Regions from separate parts of the Mus musculus genome. Here all the other regions are linked to region 3. The links are chromatin contacts, called in public HiChIP or PLAC-seq maps. All regions are on one chromosome and are shown on one strand. Each heading gives the region's core, a stretch centred on a gene start, on an enhancer-like site or on the middle of the called end of the contact. The rest is flanking DNA. Distances are from core to core; before and after follow the strand shown. Region 1 overlaps Dst (dystonin). Region 2 overlaps Dst (dystonin). Region 3 holds the start of Bag2 (BCL2-associated athanogene 2).

Region 1 (3,844 bases), core at 277-2,776, 230 kb after region 3:
TTTGTGTACCATAGTCATGCCTGGTACCCAGGGAGGTTAGAAGAGGGCACTAGATCTCTTGAGACTAGAGTTATAAGCAGTTAGGAGTCACCATGTGGGTGCTGGCAATCGAACCCAGGTCCTCTGCAACATCAGAGCCCCCCGAGCCCTCTCTCCAGCCAAGGTCAGCAGAGCCCCTGAGCCCTCCCACCAGCCAAGGTCATTTTTTTTTAAATCATTCTTTTTTCCCCCCCTCAATTTATGGGTTTGATTTATTTTGATAGAAAATAAAACTATATGGGGAAGGCTCAGGGAGATCGCATGGAGATAGCATTTGTAGATTGTTATTTTAAAAAGTTTGCTTAACCTGACAGCCTGAGTTCAGATCTTGGAATAGGGTGGAAGGAGAGGGCTGACTCCATGCAGTCTTCTGACTGTCATGTGCAACATACGGCATGCACCCACAAGGTACATGCACACACACACACATACACACACACACACACACCACTCTCTGACATACAGACACACACTCTCTTGTCTCTGTCGCTCTCTCTCTGTCTCTGACTCTGTCTCTTTCTCTCATAGAGACATACACACACTGTCACACACACATTCTCTCTCACATACATACACACACACACACACACTTTCTCACACACACCCTCTGTCTCACACACATACACACACATACTGTCATACACCCATGCTCTCACATACATACTCTGTTTCCCACACACACATACACAATTCTCTCACAGACAAACCCCCTTTCTGTCACATACATATACACACACACTCTGTCTCACATACACATACATACATACATACACAGTCTCTCTCACACAATCACACCCATGTACACACATATACAGACACTCATACACACATACATACACGGTCTCACATACACACACACACAATTCTCTTTCTCATACACATACACACACACATAAACACACTCTGTCTCTTTCACACACACAAACATGCACACACAGTTTTACAAGTTTGTTCAGGAAGGTGTTTTGTTTTGTTTTGTTTTGTTTTTTGAGACAGGGTTTCTCTGTGTAGCTCTGGCTATCCTGGAATTCACTCTGTAGACCAGGCTGGCCTCGAACTCAGAAATCTGCCTGTCTCTGCCTCCCGAGTGCTGGAATTAAAGTGTGCACCACCACGCCCAGCCCAGGGACACTTTTAAAGCAGAGTCCAGTGGTTTGGAATTAAGAGTTAAGGTGGATGTCTCAGCTGGTACCAGCAGGAGGGTGGCATTGATAACTTCTGGATACTAATGTCAAGAGGATGCCTGAAATCAGCACGAGGGAATGCGGATAAGGACAGGAAATCTTATGGGTAGGAGTGGATCTGACGAGGAACAAATGATCGGAAGGCAGGATTAGCTTGAAGCGGAGCGAGCCGGAGAGCCAGAGATTGGTGGTCAGACTCGTGGACGGGTGGAGTGGTTTGGAAATTGTTTAGACCCAGGTGATGTCATCATCAGGAATGAAGCCTGCAGTGGCTGATGAAAGATGAGGAGAGTGGGTTGTGAGAGCACTCAGGGCGGAGAAAAGCTGTGAGTCAGAGACAAACATCCCTGCCTGTTACTACGTGGCCATGCGGTAACCATTCAGAGGAAGAAGGCAGAAAGTTGAGCATCCTTCCCCCCCCCCCCCCACCGCCCCAGGTGGAGTCTTTGTGGGAGCGGAGAGCAGACATCCATATGTGTGGAGTTTAATGGAAGGCAAGCAGTTAAGATGGTGTCTCCTGAAGGGAGGTCAAACTGAGACTCAGACAGCACAGCGGAGGGGAGCGGTGGGGGGCGGAGCAGCAGTTTAGTCATGGCTGTGAAGAGAGTTCAAGGACAGCAGTGCATCTGGACATGTGGTGTGTGGACATGTGTTGGGTCTGCCTCTGCTCAGACATCCTAATGAGTCCAAGGATAGACCCTGAGGACCGAGACAGCCCCATTAGACACCCTGGCTCGTAGGAGAGTCCACCAGCTTCCCAGCAGCCTCTCAGGATGATTGGGACCTAGACAAAGGTTGTTTCAGAAGTTTAGAATTTAAACCTTAAAAACGATCTACAATTAAATGACTACAAAGTATATCATTATTTTAAGTGAGTAGTTACAGTTAAATTTTTATGTAATTGTACATGAGTGGAATCTAAGACTGTACAAAAAATAAGATAATAAAACCCCTTTAAATACTTAATGGGAAAATACTGGCACTGAGTGTATGTCTCATTGCTTGTCTACTATGACACTGGAGAGCCGGTAAGAGTGCTCAGGGCCCTGTGATTATCTTAAATCATCGCTGGCTTCGGGAGCAGATAGGTCTTCAGCCAGGAGTTGTTCAGAGCTGTGTATTGGTGCACAGTTGAAGATGGCACCAGTAAAGATTGATATAAAACTTGTTGAGGTGGTTGGGAAGGGATTGGCTATTCTGAGGGCATCTCTCCTTTCAAGGGTATTAATTTTGGATTTTTTTTTTTAACCTTTGGTGGTTTGAGACCTGATATCATTGTATTTTTGGAATCTTTTAAATATCACAGTTTGAGGTATGTGGGCGTTGGGGTAGATGCAATGGCTGTGGTTATGTGTGCCTATAGGCTGGCCACTTAGGAGTTAAAACAGGAGCACCATTGAACCCAGACCTTTGAGACCATCCTGGCTAACACAGTGAGATCTGGCTCTTTGTTGTAGGAGTCTGGAAAAATAGGTTCATATTTACAGCATAGGCTGCTATGGATTTTGCTGTGGAACCCAGCTCTCCCTGAACTCACAAGGATCATGTCAGAGGACACCAGTCCCGGTCGGCTAAGATGTCGCTTTCTGTCCTAGCGTGTTGCATTTCCATGTGTGCTCTGTAGTCCATGTGGCCAGCTGCTCCTCATCCCTCATCTTAAAATAGATGGTGCAGCACTTCAACTGCCCATGCGAGCAGAGTGCTGGCCTGCCCAGGGGACTGGGAAGGCTGTAGCTGCTGATTTTCAAGTCCTACTTCCAGCATTTGCCATCCAAAAATTAAGTCAGATCAGCCTTCCAATCTCAGTGTTTTGTAATTTGAACATAAACCCACCCTAAATAGGGAAAACGACCAGGTAGTATTTTATGATCAAAACGAGATAATTAAGAAATAGTAATTGTGGTCACCAAATTAATTTCTTTATTTTATACATTGATTTTTTTGTTTGTTTGTTTATTTGTTTGTGTTTTGAGGCAAGCTTTCTCTGTGTAACAGCCCTGGAATTAACTTACTCTGTAAACCAGACTGGCCTCTAACTCACATAGATCTGTCTGTCTCTGGCTCCCAAGTGCTGGGACTAAAGGCATAGACTACCATCCATGCCTGGCTTATTCGTTGATTTTTTAATTGCTTTTTGCAGTTAGCAACATTGTAAAAAGTGGTATCATTCAATAGGTACTTTCATCTTTTTTGGTATTAAGAAAATACTTTCCGTGTTTTTATACATGCACTATTCAGTACATTTCTTTATTTCTATCTTTTTAATTTATTAACAGTTAAACTTAACCCCAAATCAATATATAAGTAGGCCCTTTATTATTTTGAAGAGGAAATATTAATAATATTAAATCTGAACATCTAATGCCTTTCAAGGTGAAGGGTTTCTGAATAGTGCAGGACCCTTAAAAGCAACAGTAGTCTGTTGGTCACACTGTGCGGGAACTAGGTGAAGGACTGTGAACAGAGATGACACACATACTGTGGCAACACCTGCAGGCTGAACACATGCTCTCCCTGGTACACACTGGTTTCCTGTTCGCTTCTGTGTCTAGTTAAACATCCAGAGTTTTCTTATATCTATAAATTAAAATATATATTCTATCCATAGGCTTTCTAAAGAG
Region 2 (3,942 bases), core at 1,014-3,513, 190 kb after region 3:
AAAAAAAAAAAGTCCAGTGAGTTGAAGGCCTAGAGGAAAGAAAAAGAATGGGGATCTGTATTGTAGGCTATTCTTGTTGCTGCAATAAAATACCCAACAAAGCAGCTTAAGGGAGGGTTGACGTTGGCTTACAACTTGAGGTTACAGTCCCTCCAGACAGGGAAGGCCTGACGGCTGGGGTGTGAGGCAGCTGGTCACACAGCACCCACAGTCAGGAAGCCGTGACAGGTGACATGCCCACAGTAAAGGAAGCTCGACAACCTTCCCTTTTGATTCAGTCCTGGACTACATCGGCGTCCTCACACCTCAGCCTGTTTCGGGCATTCACACCTGCCCACAGGGGTTTTCCCGTGGTGATTTTAAGTCCCATTTTAAGTTGACAATCAAGATCAACCATCATTCCATTTCCCCCTCCCCCCTCTGTCCTCACATGTAAGAGAATTCTCTACTCTGCTGCCTTGTGGCATCAAGTAGTGTTTGTAAGGCTTAGAAGAGGAATGGAAGAAGATATGGGGAGAACACGGAAAACCTTTGAGGTGAAAGAAATGTTCTATGGAGAAATATTTGGAAGGGAACAGAGTGGCAGTTTGAACTGAAGAATTCTAAATCTCTGAATAGGAAAATGAACAGATAGGTTGTCAGAAGCAAGGTACTTGCTACATCGATGGCAGATACTTTTATTCAAGGCAGAGAAGTCTTCTAGAAAGTAAATGAAGGGTATGTATAAATTGTAGAAAAATGAGCAAAGAGGTTATGAGTGGATAATTAAAACAGTGGCTTACATAAATATGAAAGACTGTCTCCATTTACTGATAAACAGTTGCCAGTTAAGAGTAATATTTGCATGCCTTTAATCCCAGCACTTGGGAGGCAGAGGCAGGCAGATTTCTGAGTTCGAGGCCAGCCTGGTCTACAAAGTTAGTTCCAGGACAGCCAGAGCTACACAGAGAAACCCTGTCTCAGAAAACAACAACAACGAATAATATTTGCTTGCTAGCATGTTAACAGATAAAGATTCATGCTTTTTAGTGCTGCTGAGATTAAATTAAAAGGGACTTTCACAATGGTGCTAGAAATGTAATTTGTAACTTTTATATTACTTATTTTTCTATCCATGTACTTTATTAGTGTTCATGTGTGTGTGTGTGTGTGTGAGTGTGTGCATGTCAAAGCACATTTGTGGAGGTCAGAGGACAATGTGTGTGTGTGTGGGGCAATTTCACCTTGTGGGTCCTGCTGAGTCATCTTGCCACCAAGCTTTTAATGAAATGCTAACTCTGCTTCTAAATAAAAAAAGATTTAGGTAATCCTGGTTTGCTTCCTATTGTTGTGAGAAAGACCACTGTCGAAAGTAGCCTGGGGAGGGGAGGGTTAATTCAGGTTTGTGTATTCTCTCATGAAGGGGAGCAGAGGGACAAAGTCAAGCAGGACAGGACCTGGGAGGCAGGACGGGAAGCAGAGACCATGCAGGAATGCTGCTTACTGATTTGTTCATCAGCTTCATGGTGAGCTACCTTTCTTATGCCTCCCAGTACTGCCTGCCCAGGGATGGCACTGCCCCTAGTGGCCTGGCTGTTCCACATCAGTCATTGACTAGGAAGATATCCTCATAGACTTGGCCTATAGGCCAATCTGATGATAGCATGTTCTCAATTGATGGTCCTTCTTTCCCAGTGACTCTAGCCTGTGCCAAACAAACAAACAAACAAACAACAACAACAACAGACAAAGGAACAACCAACTAGCCTAGGGAAACACACACACACACACACACACACACACACATATACCTTGCTTCTTGTATTCCATACAATTAAAATTTAAAGTATCTCAGTTTGAGTTAGTGATATAATAAAGAATGGTGGAGCCATATGTTGGAAAATTATTCAGTTAGAAAGATGTGCATTTGAAATACTATCTATCGGAATCCTTGCTAAATCTCTATCAGTCTAGGAAGATAAGTAGGATCTGTGTTACTGCTAGGGATTGTTTTGGAAGGATGTTTTAGAAAGATAGAGCAGGGTCATTCAGACAGATTTTTAGTTCAGACATAAATGGTACATTTATAGGAGGACTTATGTTTTGTGATCAGTATTTTCTGAGCATGTCAGACAGGTAAAAGAACCAAAGTCAAAACCTGTGGAGAGTCTGAAAGAACGTAGGTAGGAGAAACAGAACCCGACAGTGGTGGGGTGGTGGAGTCGGTGTGGGGGTGGAGTTATCATGGCCGTGAACGCATTCTGAGTACGTCAGGCTGAAGAACGCTACAAAAAGTCACACTGGAACAAACTCCAGTCAAGTTCACGAACTGGGGAAGCCAACCAGAGTCAAGGGGTGGAGGTTGGAAAGTTCGTAGTTCTTGCTGGAATATCAGGGAGACTCCAGGGAAGGTTGTACAACATCATGATAGCTTTAGCCACTGCTTCAGACTCAGTAGCATCCTCCCAGGAAAGGGTCCCCCGGTGCAGTGCTTGCTGAGATCTAGGCTGCGCCTCCACAGAGTGCAGAGTGGGCGTGGCATGCTGAAGTCTGTGCCGTGCTCCGCCCAGTGCTGAGGGGGTGTGGCGAATGGAGGGAGAGCAGGAGAACTGGACACTGTAAGGGGCTGTGACAAAAACTCACTGCACAGCATTTCTCAGTGACCGCATTGACCTCCGATTGCCGGGAAGCCTGCGTCCTGCTCCCCGTTTCTCCTCTTTACTCAGAATACATTATCAGCGGCTGTTAGGTCATGGGACAACTCCCTCTGCATCCCCTCCCCCCAGCTTTCTGATAAGTACACCTCCAGAGTAAGCAGATTTTGAAAGAGAATGTACTGCCAGAAAAGCATTTAAGTCTTGAACACAGACCAAATATACACTTCATCTCAGCAGGGGCCAAAAGCTCGTTCCCATAACATAGTCAGGAGCATCAGTCAGCCCTTCCTCTCCTGTGCACAGTGATGGGGCTGGGGCGGTTTGGAGACATTTCTGACCAGCGCAGTGTATGCCGGGACCTCTGCTCTTTGGTTCCTGCATAGCAGCCAGTCTGGGGGGCTTGATAGGGAGTCTTGGCCAAACATCTACCCCTGACTGACTGCTGCTGCCTCCCTTTCATTACCTTTGGGATTTGAAGTCCTGCTCGGAGCTTCAGCACCAAACTTCAGTAGCCCTGATTAACTTCATTCATTGGTAGAGATATTGATGTTTAAAATGTTTAACAACCGGAGTTATTTCATATCGAGTGGTTCTTTCTAGTTGCTAGATCTGGGGCAGGTTGCAGAGCACTGGGGAGTAGGGTGATACAGGAGGACTTGCCGGGGTTTTTTGGGACCTTTACCCCAGTTCCTGTGTTTTATGCAACCATGCCCTTGGTGGCTGTGCAGACCCGGGCCTCTGCGTGCCGCAGGCTTGTCTTGCTGCTTCCTCTCAGTCCAGTCTGTTCTCTGCTTGAGCCAGTGCTACAGTATCTACTCTGTGGCTGAGACTGCCCAAGTTAGGATAGGGCTGGCATCAACCTCAGGAATCTTTTTCCAGAAACAGTCCAGAAATAGGTGGACCTCAAGATGAAGCTGTTCTTTGAGAACAGATATTTGGAGGATGCCCTTGATAACAGACATAGTTGTAAGATTGTGTTGCCACACATCCTCCCTCCCCCACTGTGTTGGCAGTTCAGTTTCTATGTGTTTCCATCTTTTACTTGATCGATCTCTCTCTCTCCTTTCCTCCCTCCCTCTCTCTCTCTCCTTCCCTCCCTCCTTCTTGGTATTTTTTGAAACAGGGTTTCTTTGTGTAGCTCTGGCTGTCCTGGAACTAGCTATAAAGCTAGACCAGGCTGGCCTCAAACTCAGAGATCTGCCCGCCTCTGCCTCCTGAGTGCTGGGATTAAAGTCCTGTGCCATTGCTGCCACCACAACCCAGCTCTGTCTCTTAACCTTATAAGCTTATTTTTGTGTCTTAACAA
Region 3 (3,971 bases), core at 406-2,905:
TTTGAATACTGTCATGCTCTGTGGCACTGTCCAGATGGCTTCTAAAAAGGGCCCCTAAGCCTTACCAGGCAGCATCTCTTTCTATTTCTTTGCCCCTTCTGACACACTTACTTCTAAGTGCTCATTACATTTTTAAGGGAGAAACAAGACTTACAGAACTCTGCAGTTACTGGTAAAGGCCTTGAACCATTAAACACAGAAATAAAACCCCTTCAGCGCAACTGTTAATAAGTAACGTAATTTAATCGCTTATGTTTGGTAGTCAGGATTCCTTTGATAGTAATCAGACACTAGAATGTCTATGCAAACTCCAGACTTTCAAGAGGCCCCCAGGAGAAGAGCAAGGACTCGGCACACAGGCTTGATTAAGTAAAGGTTCAGAACAATGACTCAGCTTGAAGAGTCACAACTTCCTGAACCCTTTCAAGAAAAAAAATCGGAGCAGTTGGGAATATACTGTCAAAGGTTAGAGCCTACCTCGCACAAGGAAACATTCTCGCCCCCTTTCACAGCGCAGGTCCCTTTGTCTCCCGGAGTTGGGGGATATAGGGTTCAGGTTTCTTTTGTGGCTACTCCACAGTCAGTGAAAGTTTTCTCACCTTCTGGCTCTTTTCTCCTAATAGTAACAGTAATGAGCGCCTCCCGTGTAACGAACACTGCTTGCATTTTTTTTTTCCTGTGCAGACACACTTCCCTGTGTTTGGTGGCTGCGTGGAGGGAGATTCATCTCCCTCTTATAATTTTGGGTCATAGTGTTCTGCTTACGCAGAACCCGGAGAAAACTAGGGAACAACGTGTGTGTCAGGGCATCTTGATAAGATTTTCATGGAACACCTGCACATGATCAAAACTTGCACAACTTTGAAGACATTAACATTTCCACCAGATACATAAGGCTCACGTGGTTAAAGCCAACCAAGTGTTCACAGCATTCGTTAGTAGTATTCATGAGTTAGAAATTTTACGACAAGGCTGTCCCCGTGTCAGAATCTTAGGGAGAGTGTGACTCCTGCCTTTGGTGTTTTCGGGCCTGCGATTGGCACTTCCAAGGTGTCAGCCGTGTCTTCTAAATGTACAACAAACACGGACAGACTGCAGAGGGCATTGCACGTGGTTGAGAGAATGAAGGATGGTATCCAACTTCGGTGTACCTCGCGCGGTCTCTCATGAGTCCGATTCTCGATGATCCCCAGGAGGGGCCGTCCTGGATACTACCACCCCCCCCTCCCTTACACTTGTATTACTATGAAGTGATCTGGGGCAAAGAAACTTACTCCAGTGTGGGGTGAGGGGGGGGGGGGCACACCAACCTGCTGCCTCCCTCCTGGAAGCAGAAAAGTTAAAGGCAGAGGGGGACCGCGCAGAAGATTCTGGAAGTTCTGCAAGCCGCACTCGCTCGCCAGTCTGCCGGGCCGGGGGAGGGGAGCCCAACCGGAGCGCGCCCCCGCCCGCGCTCGCCCCTGTGCGCGCCCCGCGGCCCTCACCTGAGCTCCAGCTGGTCCAGACTCTCCAGCAGGCGGCTGGAGCGGTCGGCCATGGAAGACGAGCGGCAGAAGCGGCCCTCGTGGGCCTTGGCGCTGATCTTCGCCTGGGCCATGAGCTCCGGGGGTCCTCGGCGTCCGCGGGCAGCAGTGGCGCGAGCCGCACGTCGCCGTCACCACGGGCGCCGCTGACGCGGACGGCACCGCCCCCACCTCCCCGGCTCTCCACCCCCGAGGCCGTGCGGCCAAACAAGGGCAGGCGCGGTCGCAGCCGCGGGCACGCCAGGGTGGGGGACCCTGCCCCGGCGCCCAGGGCCTCGGCCGGTCCTCCCAGCACCCACGGTTCACAGCAAGGACGAAGTGGGTGCAGCCCGTGAGAAGAGGAGACAATCCAGTGCACCCTAGGGCAGTCTCTACTTGTTCGACCTGTCCGGTGACCAGGCAGGCTCGGGAGAGGACAGGGAAAGCCTAGACCACAGGCTCCAAATAAGGAGAAGCCAAGTGGATCCGTGTTGTCTCCCCTTTCCAATGAAAGGATTATTACTATCACACATAACTTGTTTAAACCCTCTGCGAATGATATTCAGTAGGCTTAGATGTCAGAAGCTGCAGAGGTCAGTAGGTCTGAAATACGAAGCCGCATCTTAAAGTTGTGTTTTGTCCTCTCAGTGTACAGGGTACAGAAAATGGGAAACAAAGTACATTTACATCCTTTACCCAGAACTCAAAGCCATTAGATTACTGAACAGAGACAAGCCCCTTAAGTACAGTTTCTAATCCTGTCCCCACCACACCCCGAACACATCTTAATACTAATAAACGGTGGATTATCTTGGCTTCATTAAACACTGTCATCTCACGATACAACCGTGAAATCTGAACATTTTGTGGACATCTTGAAAGTCTGAACTTGGGCAGGTCTCAGGTCTAATGCTCCTCTGGAGGCTGACAAGTTGTGTAACGTGGGCCAGGGTGGATTCAAGGCTAGGCTGGGTAGCTTCAGCAAGTGTCAAAGGAAAAATAAAAGTGGCCGCAGACATAGCTCTGTTAGGTTGGCAACGAGGCCAGGCAGATGTGGTGGTTTGAATGAGATGCCATCTGTGCTCTCTAGCACTTGAACACTGGGGAGGCCTGGGTGTGGCCTTGCTGAAGGAAGTGTATCACTCCCCGTGGGCAGGTTTCAGAAGACCAAGCTATTCCCAGTGTCTCTCTGCCTCTGCTTGGGTTTGAGATCTGAGTGCTCAGGACATGTCTCTGCAGCCATCATAGACTCAGACCCTCTGTATCTAAGTCCAATTAAATGCTTTCTTTTACAAGTTGTCTTGGTGGAGGTGTTTTATCACAGCAGTAGGAAAGTAACTAAAATGGCAGGGATCTTCATATGTTTGTTTAAATGTCTCCACACGTTGAACACGCACAGAGGCATCTCCAGTCTAAGTTACTACGGATATGCTCCTGTCTAATGACACGCCTATGCTCTTTTCCTTATATAAATTATGACTTTAAACTGAGCATGCTTTGGAATAGGCATGTTCCTTCATGAATATGTACAGGATTCCTGAAAGAAAAAAAAAAAAAATCCCTCAGTGCTACCTGAGCTTGTGGAGAGCTTTGCTTTGGTAATGGCTCTGGAACTCTTCCTGCCTGGTGCAGGTTGCAAATCTTTGTCTTTTGCATCCTGGCGGTGCCTAGTTTGGCTTCACAATCAGCAAAACAGGTAATCTTTAGTCACCTAGCCTAGAATCACCCTGGGCTCTTTCACTCTTGTATCCTAGATACAATCCATGAATAGGTACCAGTTCTACCTTCAGAATCCTCCTTGATCCCACCGACTCGTCCTTACCTGGATGACTGCAGAGCCCCGTGTGCTCTCTCACATGTGTCTTAAAGAGCCTCTCCCATCAACACAGCATTCAAGCACAGTAGGCTGTACCATAAGCTCTCCCAAACCTCCAGTGGCTCATCAGGGTAAACAAGGCAGCATCTCTCAAAGTCAGGGGCCATCTTGTAAGCTTTTCACATGGCTCTTTCGACTCTTTGCTTAAGCTCATTTACCAGTGAAAATTTCCCTGGATGTTAAACATGTCTTCTGAGTTGAGCCCAGTGGTGGCTATCTGTAATTCCAGCAAGCTGGAGGCTAACCTAGGCTGCACAGCAAGATGCTGCCCCAGATTTGATGATCCCCAGAGCTGCAGTAAGCTCAGTCCCAACCCTGTACATTACCCTCCCTTCTTCAGTCGGCACGTCACCCAACAGATATGGAATGTTTTTGGTTTTTCTGGTTTTGTTTGTTTTCTGAGACAGGGTTTCTCTGTGTAGCCCTGGCTGTCCTGGAACTCACTCTATAGACCAGACTGGCCTGGAACTCAGAAATCTGCCTGCCTCTGCCTCCCGAGTGCTGGGATTAAAGGCGTGTGCCACCACTGCCCGGCCAATAGTTTTATCTGCTTACTTATTGTCTAATACTGTCCATATAGCCCACTCTCCATG

What was found. HiChIP or PLAC-seq counts read pairs in DNA pulled down with a chosen protein or histone mark.
Region 1: a contact with region 3 is called in an H3K27ac HiChIP or PLAC-seq map of trophoblast stem cells, with 2.0 times the contacts expected there. The contact joins the enhancer-like site here to the promoter of Bag2 in region 3. A contact is called at or near these places in 4 of 39 promoter capture datasets (the 3T3-L1 cell line, 3T3-L1-derived adipocytes and hippocampal neurons) and 3 of 115 datasets of contacts at active chromatin or transcription factors (extraembryonic endoderm stem cells, pancreatic cancer cells and trophoblast stem cells).
Region 2: a contact with region 3 is called in an H3K27ac HiChIP or PLAC-seq map of embryonic stem cells, with 5 read pairs. The contact joins the enhancer-like site here to the promoter of Bag2 in region 3. A contact is called at or near these places in 8 of 39 promoter capture datasets (the 3T3-L1 cell line, 3T3-L1-derived adipocytes, cranial neural crest and 5 more), 2 of 484 Hi-C or Micro-C datasets (embryonic stem cells and neural progenitor cells) and 3 of 115 datasets of contacts at active chromatin or transcription factors (embryonic forebrain, embryonic stem cells and neural progenitor cells).

The regions. Positions count from the first base shown.
Region 1 is chr1:33,988,380-33,992,223 of GRCm38.p6, forward strand. The region is part of intron 3 of Dst (dystonin); the gene reads left to right. Among named protein-coding and RNA genes, the nearest start is that of Dst, 82 kb to the left of the region's middle. Within about 2 kb of position 1,527, at least 49 of the 459 cell types and tissues checked have an H3K27ac peak or open chromatin away from gene starts, as enhancers often do. A contact at or near this core is called in pancreatic cancer cells and trophoblast stem cells, where this site is marked.
Region 2 is chr1:33,942,613-33,946,554 of GRCm38.p6, forward strand. All of the region lies in intron 2 of Dst (dystonin), which reads left to right. Among named protein-coding and RNA genes, the nearest start is that of Dst, 36 kb to the left of the region's middle. Within about 2 kb of position 2,264, at least 54 of the 459 cell types and tissues checked have an H3K27ac peak or open chromatin away from gene starts, as enhancers often do. A contact at or near this core is called in embryonic stem cells, where this site is marked.
Region 3 is chr1:33,756,095-33,760,065 of GRCm38.p6, forward strand. Bag2 (BCL2-associated athanogene 2) reads right to left here and starts at 1,656. Exons shown (of 3, transcript NM_145392.2): 1 at 1,485-1,656. The coding sequence starts at 1,597.